3 separate regions of the Zea mays genome follow, and regions 2 and 3 are each linked to region 1. A link is a contact called in public Hi-C data. All regions are on one chromosome and are shown on one strand. Each heading gives the region's core, a stretch centred on a gene start, on an enhancer-like site or on the middle of the called end of the contact. The rest is flanking DNA. Distances are from core to core; before and after follow the strand shown.

Evidence for each region. A called contact is a pair of places that touch in the nucleus more often than the background predicts.
Region 2: a Hi-C map of tassel shows a contact between it and region 1, with 2.1 times the contacts expected there. The contact joins the promoter of LOC103647464 here to the promoter of LOC100282748 in region 1. A contact is called at or near these places in 3 of 25 Hi-C or Micro-C datasets (ear, endosperm and tassel).
Region 3: a contact with region 1 is called in a Hi-C map of leaf, with 4 times the contacts expected there. The contact joins the promoter of LOC100191257 here to the promoter of LOC100282748 in region 1. A contact is called at or near these places in 2 of 25 Hi-C or Micro-C datasets (ear and leaf).

What each region holds. Positions count from the first base shown.
Region 1 is chr2:189,200,977-189,204,889 of Zm-B73-REFERENCE-NAM-5.0, reverse strand. LOC100282748 (aldehyde dehydrogenase family 7 member A1) reads left to right here and starts at 1,806. Exons shown (of 14, transcript NM_001155654.2): 1 at 1,806-2,030; 2 at 2,153-2,239; 3 at 2,772-2,903; 4 at 3,430-3,502. The coding sequence starts at 1,893.
Region 2 is chr2:189,399,799-189,403,711 of Zm-B73-REFERENCE-NAM-5.0, reverse strand. LOC103647464 (keratin-associated protein 5-4) reads right to left here and starts at 1,721. Exons shown (of 5, transcript XM_008672002.4): 1 at 1,118-1,721. The coding sequence starts at 1,249.
Region 3 is chr2:189,039,314-189,043,226 of Zm-B73-REFERENCE-NAM-5.0, reverse strand. It overlaps LOC100191257, which reads left to right and starts at 2,124. Exons shown (of 5, transcript NM_001136691.1): 1 at 2,124-2,470; 2 at 2,633-2,768; 3 at 2,953-3,161; 4 at 3,263-3,320; 5 at 3,444-3,913. The coding sequence starts at 2,332. The coding sequence ends at 3,585.

The DNA.
Region 1 (3,913 bases), core at 557-3,056:
CTGTCTAAGCCCAGCCCGCAGCGGGCCTAAACGGGCCGGGTCGACCCGTTTAGCACGAAAAAAGCGGGCCAAAAGCGGGCTTAACGTGCTTAGAGGTAAACGGGCCGTACCGAGCTAGCCCGCCGTGCCTAGTTTCCTGTCCAAGCCCGGTCCGCTTATTCGTGCCGGGCCAGCCCGGGCCGTGTCGGGCTCAGACCGGGCCCAAACAGCGGGCTTCGTGCCGGGCTCGCGGGCCTCGTGCTTATTGAACATCTATAATCGTAGGGCAACACTATTGTATCCACCAGTGTATACATTACGGATACACTAGGTACGACGTGTGAGTGAGTATACACTAGGTATTATCCACCAAAGGCCCCCTCGTCTAAAATTCTAAATCGGTAAGGTTGGTTTTTTTTTTCCTTTTGGATGAGACTTGCCTTTTGGATGAGAAGACCCTCTTTATTACACAGGGAACTAAACTTATGACAATCTCACGTGAAAAGGAGCAAAGCGACTCGGTTACGATCTCCATGATCTGATCGATTCAGTTTCGAACTTGTCATGCAAGACAAAGTCGGATTATTATTAAAAAAACGATAAAAAAGACATAAACAAAATGGATGCCAATCACAATTCATGAAAAAATATGAAATGTGCTGCATGAGGCTTTAGCTTTCTCCCTCAAGCTATTCAAGTTGACTTTATCTCCTACTTTTTATATAGAGAGAGGGTCTTTAAGATTTATTCTGAATTTTATCGTAAAGTAAATGTGTTAAGCTAAATAAATACTAACTGATCATGGGTAGGTACCTTGGACCGGCAGCACAGTAGGATAGCATGGCGCCACGGTGGTCGTGCAGATGAGAACGAAGAAGGAAGAACGAAAACGGAACACGGACAAAGAGGACGTACGTGTATGTCGTGGCTCTCTTTTATGTAGAGCCCGTGGATACTACATGCTAGTTTATCTTCGATCTTAAATAAAATGTTTGGTTTAAGAAATGAGCTCGTCCATTATCTTCTCACTTTTTTTATAGTCTGTGGAATAGAATTCTTATAGTTATGTAGTTAATATTAATACTAATATAAAGAATGAAATCATACTCAAATTTAAGGAATGAACTGTTTACCATGTTGTCTCCGAGGAAAGAGTGTCGTTGTATACACGCCCGCGGGAGCTATCGTAAAGAAGCTCAGAACAACACAAACGCTGTCCCTTTTGCTTGAGCAAACTGTAGCGCATCCAACTCGGATGGACCTGAAAGCTGAAGCTCCTGCTTTCGTCCTGGCTCGTCGTCATCCATAGATGTTGGACGGAGCCACGGAGGCGAATGCCAAGTTAAGCACGGGTCCGCGAGATTTGTCATAGACGATGATAGCATTGGACGCGCGCGCGGGCTCGCACGCCACGTCCCTGTGACTGTGAGATGTGAATCACAATCCCTACGATCTACGGCTCACTCGTCACACACTCACACTGTCATTATTCACAGCCCAGCGTTCTTGTTACATCTCTCGACTGTCATCTCCATCTTTGGCACCATGTCATGCCAGCGTCGGGTCGGGCCGTCCGTGAATGCCAAAACACAAAACGTGCACCATCAAAGCTGGCGTCCAATGATAATATAACAAAACTATAAAATTATCTTTCACCAAGTAACAAATCCCACGCTTTTTCGTCTCGTCCCAGACTCCCCCCTCTGTCCCGTGAACAAACAAACGCCAAACGGGAAGCCCGTCCAACCGTACCACTCCTCCGCGCCGGGCCCGGGCTCCATCGCCTTCCCGGAGCAGTTCACAGTCCCCACTCCACCTCCTTCTACAAATACACCTCAGTCTCAGTCCCCCACCACATCCGCTCCCCGCCTTCCGCTTCCCTACCCCCCGCATCACCTACCAACGCCGACACCATGGGGGCCTTCGCGAAGGAGGAGCACCAGTTCCTAGCCGAGCTCGGCCTCGCGCAGCGCAACCCAGGCGCGTTCGCATGCGGTGCGTGGGGCGGCTCAGGTCCCACCGTCACCTCCACGAGCCCGACCAACAATCAGGTGCGTCCCTGCACGGCCCGATCTGCTCGGTTTCGCCGCTCCGCCTGTTCCGTGTTTGTTTGTGTGGTGGGTTTTTGATCGAGTGTTTGTTTTTGTTGGGTGCGTGGCTATCTGTGTTCTAGGTCATCGCAGAGGTCGTGGAGGCGTCCGTGCACGACTACGAGGAGGGCATGCGCGCCTGCTTCGATGCCGCCAAGACATGGATGGCGGTGAGTTCCACCGACTTGCAGCGCTCGTAGCCATAGCAGCTCGCGCGGGTGGGTGATGGAATGCTGGCATTTGTGGTTTGGTAGTCGCTACTGCCTGTGGATTTTAACTGCGAGGAAATGTGTTTTGTTTTCACTTTCACTCCCCTTGGGGTTGGAATTTGGAAACGCTACTTTCGCAATTGTCGGTCCTTTATGAGTTTGATGAGTTTCCAGGGAAGTTTGCATTCCAGATTGTGATACGATGATGTGATATGGGTTCTCGATCTGATCCAGTAACGCAGATCTCTGGTGTACGGTCTGTATCTGTGAACTAGAATGTATACTGCAGTCTCAGACTTCATGCATGCTTGGGTTTATCAGATTTTGGACTCTGTTTTTCTTATATATCTACAAGGTACTCTGACACCGCAAGTTCATTGCTGGGACTGGGTAGCATATCCAAAAACTTATTCCGTCCATCAAGTGATTTGATTCTGAATTTTACTCGTAGCAATGTGCTCATAAATCATAACGTCATTGCCAATTTGTGCAGATTCCTGCTCCAAAGCGAGGAGAGATCGTTAGGCAAATCGGTGATGCACTGAGAGCAAAGCTCCATCACCTTGGCAGGCTTGTGTCACTTGAGATGGGGAAAATTCTTCCTGAAGGGATCGGTGAGGTTCAGGTAGGAATGGATCATAGTTGCTTGATTGCTTCTAGTGCATTGTCTACAAACTGCAAGTCATGTATTGTGCTCACCAAAAGTATCATCATTGAGTTCACGCTTCACATCACATCTTTGTGTTTCTGTTTTAGGATGTTTTTTTATATATACTACCTTACCATCTATAAGGTTTCGTTACTGTTTCCTTATCTGTTATAACTGCAACTTTTCCTAAAACATGTCATTCTCATATGTACAGGCAGCACTATTGACTAGGTCAGTTGGTACTGTATCACCAGACCATATGTCTAAGATATTAACCTTTAGTGAAGATAGTTGAATGACAATATTTTAGTTGGATGATTTGATAACCTTGCTGAATCAGCCTGATTAATCATGGCTAAATTGTGACTTAATGTAGTGCATAAGCTCCTAATCGTGTTTAATCGGATGACTTGTTAACCTTGCTGTGATCATATGAGTTCAAGTGAAATCTGGTTTTGATTCCTATGTGCATCATGGATTGGTGTGTCCTCCTTTTTTGTAGGAAATCATCGACATGTGTGATTATGCTGTGGGGCTAAGTCGCCAACTAAATGGATCCATTATACCATCTGAACGTAAGACCTGTCTTCCTTAAGTTATATATATTTTTTCATGCCAGCTGAAAACTACATTATCTGCAGTGAAAGTGCAGATTTTCACTGCAGATTTGAACATTTGATTATTGGTTGCAATTTCCAACCGATTCACATTATCTATGACTGTTTAGGAACCAGAAAGGGCCTTGTAAATACTGAAAAAATTTTTTTGAATAAAATTCTGATGGTCTAGCTTTGTAGGTTTGCGTATTGTATCGCACATGCTGAAATTGAAATCAACCAAGATTCTGCAATTATTTTTGGTATTAGAGCTGCTAATCTACAACACCATCATTCATGTTAAATTGTTTTGTTATCACTACTTTAGTGCTGTAAAATAGCACATCATTCCAGTTTTCTGTTTTGTACGAAGCTCAGTTTTCCCAATAC
Region 2 (3,913 bases), core at 472-2,971, 200 kb before region 1:
AGCTATTTGTTATTTGCCCCAAACCAACAATATCTGATGTGTAGACTCGTTGTGCGGGGCATTTTCAAAAGAGAATGAGGACAGTTTAACTAAAAATGTTCTGTGGGAAAAATAAATTTTACGGTGGCGAACACTGAAACCATCAATCCACTAGCCTGTTTATATTCATGGCATTCACTGACTGCACCTGCAGCTACCTCCAGTGCTTTGGACATCATATAAATAAAAAGAAGACCAAAGCACACTTGACCAGTAAAGATTAAATGAAGTGCTTTACTCACCTGGATAGCGTCGCAAATCTGCTCCTTAAAGCAGAGCACGGCGTCAAAAGGACACTCGTTTCCCTTGATTAAAAAAAACACAAAATCTAGTCCAGAACATAGAAAGCCCCAAAACTGTGGCAGCCCAGCCCATAAACACCAGTAGTACATGTACTGTACTGTACGGTGCACCGTGCAGCGCACCACCTTTGCCTCTGCTGCACGAACACTCATGATAGCGCTAGTGCCTGACGAAGGAACGCCATGCCGTGTGCGTGTCCGCGGAGCAAGAACGGAAGGGGGACACGCCCACCCGCCGCTCCACGCGCAGCTCTGACACGGGCAGCGCGCCAGTGCCACTGCCCACTGCGGTCTGCGGCACTGCCCATGCCCCCGTCCCCTCTTTTCTCCCAAGGAACCGAACCGCACGGCCCAAGAGGACAAGAGGTACAGCCGCGGCACGCCCGAAGAGGGCAACTGGGCTGGGCGAGCCTGTCGCGCGTCGGGAATAGCTGCCGGGATCCGCCGCCCTCCCTCCCTCCATCCCTCCGCATTTTTAAGGCTCTCATCCCCAAACGAAGACGAAATAAATGGCGTGGTGTGCTCCAACGATCAGATTTTGCACACCAACCTGCCATTAAACTAGTGCATCTCCCCCACACGCACACGCTAGTACTGGCCCCCCTTCTACACGCTGCACATGTTTCCTAGAAAACGAGAGCGCGCGACGAATCGGATGCTTACTGCAGCTGGTGGTGATTTTTTTTTTTTTTGAAAGTTTTTTTTTAGTTAGGGCAAGTCAAAGGGGGACGAGACAGAATCACAGAAAGGGAACGGTCCTGCCGGCGATGCCTCACCTTGAGGAAGTCGATCTCGCGGTTGAGGGCCTGCAGCTCCAGCTGCAGCCGGCGGCGGCCGCACAGGTCCGGGTACCTCGGCGGCGACTTGGGCCGTGGGGGCTCCAGCACCACCGCCACCTCCTCCCCCATGGACCTCACATGTACTGGCGGCTAGCAGAGTACCTCCCACACCGGCACACCTCCCCCTAACGAGTGCCGGCCGGTGTTCGGGACTAGAGAAGCGGAATGTTGAGGAGGGAGTGGTGGCTGGCTGATGGTGGTATAAGTCGCGGCGATCGGGCGATGAGCAGGGGGACAGCGGGCTGAGGCGGGTGGAGGATATCGCACGCACGGGAGTGACGGACACGCGCGCTCGTGTCTGCGCACGCGAGGGGAAGCAGGATGAGAGGAAGAAGAGGAAGTGGGAGGATTGGATGAGGAAGCGAGGAGCAGGACGTCCCCATATACTGATTACTGAGCGGGAGGGAGAGAGAGAGAGGATGGCTGCGCGGGCAATAATGGCAGAGAAGGGGGCGTGGGGTTGAGAGAGAGAGAGAAACGGGAGAGCAGGGGAGGAAGGACGCTGTTGGGGTTTAATAGGTGGGCCTTGTTTGACTGCGACGTGGGTCCCAGGCCCACATGGTTCGGGGTTTAAGCTAGGGACGCCGCCGTGGGGTGGGACGGAACAGTAGGGTAGGAAGTAGGATCACGGACGGCGTTATGGTGATCTTGGTCTCGTTGCCGTTGCCGTTGGACCCTTCTCAATCTTCTCCGGTGGTGGTTTGCGAGTCCGCCTCCGCTGACGACGAGCTCAACAGTGCAAAACCATCATGATGCGGCGTCGGTGAAATCATGGCGAGCGCCGAGGATCTGTTTAGCAGCTCCACTTTTCTCAGAAGAGGATTTCAGATCTAATAAAACAGGCCTCGATGGGTCACTCGTATCATCCGACAGAGAAGCAATGACCCTACCTGATGCAACAGCCCAACGTATGAGATTCACGGCTGGTGGCAGCTAATGATAATATCATTTCTTTTTACAGAACGAGCACGTTACAATATCCAAAGTTTCATTATCTTGCCAATTCTATCTACGAATCTAGACAAACTCATGTCTCGTAACTAAAATTGCAGTCCTTTTTAAGACATGTACAACATTGCTTTAGAGACTAAATGACAAAAATACAGGAGACTTTCTCTTCTCGGATAGCCAGCCTCTACTCGATTTTCTGTGTATATATTGTCTCTAAACTACATTTATAATATGAATGATTTTAAAAACAACTCATTGTATCATGCAATCTCTTACTTATATCTTGTACATGAAAATCGATGTACGGGCTTATGTTTATACATGTCTTTAGACGAATTACAATACTCCACCTCAGCTAATTTCATACCATCCAATACACTACCATGCCATCAAATTGATGATTTGGTCCAAACAACTCCGCGGGGAACAACTTAAGTGGCTTGATGGTTGACATCATACTCTTGCAGTCTTGCTACGATATGTGTTTGGTACTCCTTGCTCGCTCAACACGAGCTAAATAATCTATTCGATTGTTTCATTTTAACATGAGCTAATCTTCTATACCATGACCAACTCGTACTTGACTTGGTGAACATACATATCGTAAGATTTGTTTCGCTATCACCAAAGTCCACCAAATAAGGGCCTGTTCGGTTAGACCCTTCCCGGCCGGGATCACAGCCCGATCCACGTGGATCACCCCCTCCTGGAAACAATCCCGACCCATAAAAAAATGGTGTTCGGTTAAGCCCTGTTGCCCTCGGCCTGGAACGGTGCCCCTGTCGAGTCCATGATTTTTTCGTTGCCCCTGACCTGGAACGGCGCCCGGTCTCTCAGCGGTGGAAAATATCCCCACGCGAAGCAGCCGCAAGGCAACAGGCGTAAAGCAGGCGGCGGCGACTAGGCTTGGACGCGAGATTCCTCTCCCCGACGTCGATTTCCTCCGACAGTCGACTTCTCACCAGTACTCTTCTTCCTCTGTGTCTCCTATTGCATCTAGGGTCCAAGAATTTATAGTCGATGGGCAAATCTAGGATCCCCATCGCCGACACACGAACTTCGCCTGACGCAGTCAACGGCTACGCAGCCGGAGCCCCATCGCCGGCGAGCGTTGCGTGAGAGGGCAAGAGCGGAGATGCTCGCTCTCCCTCTCCAGCTCTGCATCTGTGCAATAAAGAAGCAGCTGCGTGAAAGAACCATATGTGAGCTGCGTTAAAGAAGCAGCTGTGCAGAAGATGAGGCTTGGGGCTTCTTCCATACAGTTACGCCTATGAATCATTCATATATGTAGACAACAATAAAGATACTTCCTACCCAATGACGATATTGTATCTTCATTTATTACTACTGCAATATTTCACCATTAGTAAAACCTGACAGCAAGTGAGATTTCTATGGGTCTGTTTGGTTGGGCTGTGGCTGTGGAAAAAGTTGCTGTGGGCTGTGAGCTGTGGAAAAAGCTGCTATAGGCTGTGTGCTGTTAAAAAGCTAAAAATCGTTTGGTGGAAACCACTAAAAGTCGTTAAAAGTTCTTTGATATATGTTTTCACAGTTCCATCCAAAAGCCACTAAAAGCAGGTCCAGGGGTGCTTTCAGTTTTGCACTACGAGAAAGTCGGCTTTTAGAAAAAGCTGCTTCGTGGATCCAACTCTTTGGTTGGCTTTTGGCTTTTAGGGGGCAAAAGCCAAAGCCAAAAGCCAAACCAAACACACCCTATGTATGACTGCCTATGGATATCCTTAAAACCTGGAGCAATAAATCACCATTAATTACTATTGCAAT
Region 3 (3,913 bases), core at 875-3,374, 160 kb after region 1:
GCTAAGAACGGCTCCCGTGAACATAGTATTGGCATGGTCGTACTCTTTCTCCTGTTCAGGAGTCAGTGGACCCTCAGGTCTGCCTTTACTAACATGGAAGACATTCATAGCAGTAAGCCAGAGCGTGGCCTTGACTTGCCATCTCTTAAAGTGCATACCATTGAACTTTTCTGGCTTGAGCGCATCGGCAAAAGCAGCCATAGAAAAACTAGGAAATTGTCTACAATAAGGTTTTTGGATTGTTGAATAATTAGACAAATTCCAAATTAAATTCCGAATATAAATCATGACCAAATCAGAAGAACTGAAATAAAAGCCAAATCAGATGATGCGTACTGATTAGACTTACTGATTGTTGGCGCGCGCCAGGATCAGCTGGGTCGACGAGGTCAGCAGATCACGAGCAGTCGCGTGAAGACGCTTCCCAAAAACCTTATTCGCCCTCTCTCGGTGCAGGATCTAGAAGACGAAGGGTTCCGGAGACCTGCTCTCCTGATCGCAGATGCACCTCTGCGGTCGGGACGAAGGGAACTAAAAGGCGGCTCAGCTATGAAGAGAGGCGAAAGTGAACTGGGATCTGGGATGATTTGGAGGCTGGCTGCCGGGCTCCTTTTATAGGGCCAAGTCCGCGACCCCCTGTGCTTATCCGCCCACGAAAATCTCGCAATCAGTTGAGATTTTATAGCGATCGGTTAGGATAAGCGTAACAGCCAAGAAACCAAAAAATCAAACGGCAAAAGGTAGTCGCGCCCCCGCAAGGCGAGGGGCCGGATTTCGGCGGACCATTCACGCGCATGTCGTGCGCCCGCGCCCTTCGCCCCGCCCCGCCCCGCCCCGGCCCGGCCAGGCCAGGCCAGGCGAGCGAGCGCGCGCGCGTGTGGCTCTCCACACTCTCTCCTCTCATCCATGACTTGGTGAGTGAGTGTGGCTTCCATATTTAAGCTAGCTCTACTCCACAAGAGCTAGCAATATGGTGCTATTGGTTCCACCTATCCCTTTGCCATCCACTTATATGGGCTTTTGAGATTTTCCTGGAATTATTAGAAATTCTTAATTGGGCCAAGCCCATAAATCCTAACACATGTTTGGTTCAACTTTTTTCTGACCAGCTTTTATAAAAATCTGACTGTGTGGAGAATCTGGCTGTGAAGAGAATCTGGGTATCATTACGATTACGTGTGGAGGAAGATAAAGTTGTTCATACGGCTCAGGATCTAGAAAGTGACGGATTCCTACTATTACAACGACTCAACCGATTATGTGTTTATATTGATTTTGGATGTTTTTTGCTCCAACAAATTTTATAGAAGCTGACTGAAAAGCTGAGCGTTTGGCAATCCGCAGCAGCTTTTGGTAGCCAGAAGCTGCCAGAAGCCCAAACAAACAGGCCCAATGTAGGCGGGCCGGGCCTGTCTAATGGTAGCTAGCTAGCTAGCTAGTCTAAGAAAACCAACAATCGTCGTGGCATCGTCGCAAACCAAAGTTCTGGCCCTGGCTGTGTACCACAGTTCAGTGTAACTGTTCATCCACGGTCTGAAACCTTCGACCGTCTCCCTATTTGAATGAAAAAAAGAAACTTACCGAATTAGAGGTAACTTCAGTTGTCTATAGCAACTACACTGTATATATAGTAGAACCGTCGCAAGCGTATACCGCGGCGTGACGTACACGGCACAGGCAACACGCGGTACACCGCTGTCCTGAGGTGGCGCGTCCCGTCTTCTCGATGTGGCCATTGCCAGTACCACACCCGTCGCTGCCATCGTCGCGTCCTCTCATCGTCCCCGGCGCGCGCGCCCCTCCTCCCAGATCACGTGTCGCTACCACGCCTTCCCGTCGGGGCGTCCCTCTCGCTCGCCTGCCCCTCCTCCTCCTCCTCCTCCTCCTCCTCCGTCCGATCACGTCGCCACCGCGGCCCCTCGGACCCGTCGCTCTCCCACATTCCCGTTCCCCGAGGACCACCATCCTCCGTTCCGGCGGCAGCCACGTTTTTCATGCGAGGCGAAAGGCGGCCTAGTCGCAAAGGCCATTTTCTCCGTGGCCCCCCCCACACTCGCCGTTTCCTTGGCACACGCGCTATTATTAATAAAGGCGCAAAGGCCATTCGCGAGGCGAGGGGAGGAGAAGTGTACTACGCGAGAGCTTGCCGGAGGCTCTGGATCCCTGTGATAATAATAAACTGATATAAGCAGAGGAAGCGGGGAGGAAGCTGCGAGTTGGAGGGGGCCGGGAGAGGCGTCTCTGGTTATTGCTTGTCCCTGCTTCCCGGTGAGCTGCTGGGAGTGGACGGGCCGGGAAGGAGACGAGAAGATAAGGGCGCCGCGCGCGGCCATGGCTGGAAGTGCGCCGGCGACGGCGATGGACAAGACCAGCTTTGCCACCACGTGCAGCCTGCTGAGCCAGTACGTCAAGGAGAAGAAGGGCGGCCTGCTGCAGGGCCTTGGTGCCCTCGCCATGGCGCCGGCAGCTGGTAAGGGCAACAGTTCTTTCGTCGTGCGATCCGCTCCTGTCCGTTAAGTGCCACACTGCCATGCACGAATAAGCTAGCTTCCCCGTAGACACTAACACTACCGTCAATGAACAATACCGTTCTGCTTATCGCACATCGATCGCGCTCTTCCCATCGTCGCAGGAGAAGGAGCTTTCCGGCCGCCGACCACCATGAACTTGCTGTCAGCTCTCGACGACGCGCCGGCCGAGGAGCGCAGCGAGAAGGCCACCGCCGGGGAGCCAAAACACCAGGACAAATGCACCGGCGGAAATCCAAGGTATATATATTGATGACGAAGGAAGGAAGGAAGCAAGGTCGTGTGCCTTGAATTAATTAACCGGAAGAACAACACTGCACGCTCGGGTTCAAAAGAAAAAGGAAGGAATAACAGCAAGGTGTGAGTGTGACATGTCGTTCTTGTCGAATACAGTTTAAAAAGAGAGGCGTTTTGGTTCCTGTAGGGAGGAGGCAGCCGGAGAGGAGGAGGAGGAGGCGCAGCAGCTGACCATCTTCTACGGCGGCAGAGTGGTCGTCTTCGACATGTTCCCCTCCGCCAAGGTCGAGGACCTGCTGCAGATCATGAGCCCTGGCGGCGACGGCGTGGACAGGGCAGGCGGTGCCACTGTCCCTACGCGGAGCCTGCATAGGCCTTCACACGACAGCCTCTCTGGTAAAGCCTGTCTGCTCTTGCAGTTCTACCATGGCGTCGGCAACGGCAACACGAGTACTTGTCGGTTACACAAGTGCCTTTTTTTTTGTGCTGTGCGACAGATCTGCCGATTGCGAGGAGGAATTCGCTCCACAGGTTTCTTGAGAAGAGAAAGGACAGGTAACGGAGTGGTCGTTCATATGCTTTTCTTTTCTCTCGGGTTTTCAGTGATGGAGAACAGTTGCATTCAGAATCAAGTCCTGACATACTTTGTGTGTGTGTGTGTTTTCATTCGAGTTCCAGGATAACTGCAAAGGCGCCATACCAACAAGTCAACAGCTCTGTTGTTGGCGTCGAGGCGTCCAAGCAGGCGGCTGGAGCTGGGGTGGAAAAACCTTGGCTGGGGCTGGGCCAAGAAGCGACAACAGCGAAGCTGGAGATGTGATGAATGTTGCCCGACAAGAAGGTGCAGTGCACGAGATTCACGGATGGTGCAGGTCGTAGCTTCAGGTTAAGGTGAAGGATAACTTACCGTCGGGTACTCTACTCACTTTACTGCTCTACTACTACTACTGCTGGTGACGAAGTTAGCAAGAAACGTTCTTCTGCTACCGGTGGGTCGGTCGGTCAGCCGTTCGTTGGCGAGATTGTTTGCTGCTGGAGACGGACGTGCTCGCAGCAGTTTCGCTGGTCCGTGACCGCGCCATATGTTGCCACGAATGGTTGGTTGTTCGGTACGTTGAGGAACGATGTGTATGTAGTGTGCACGTTTC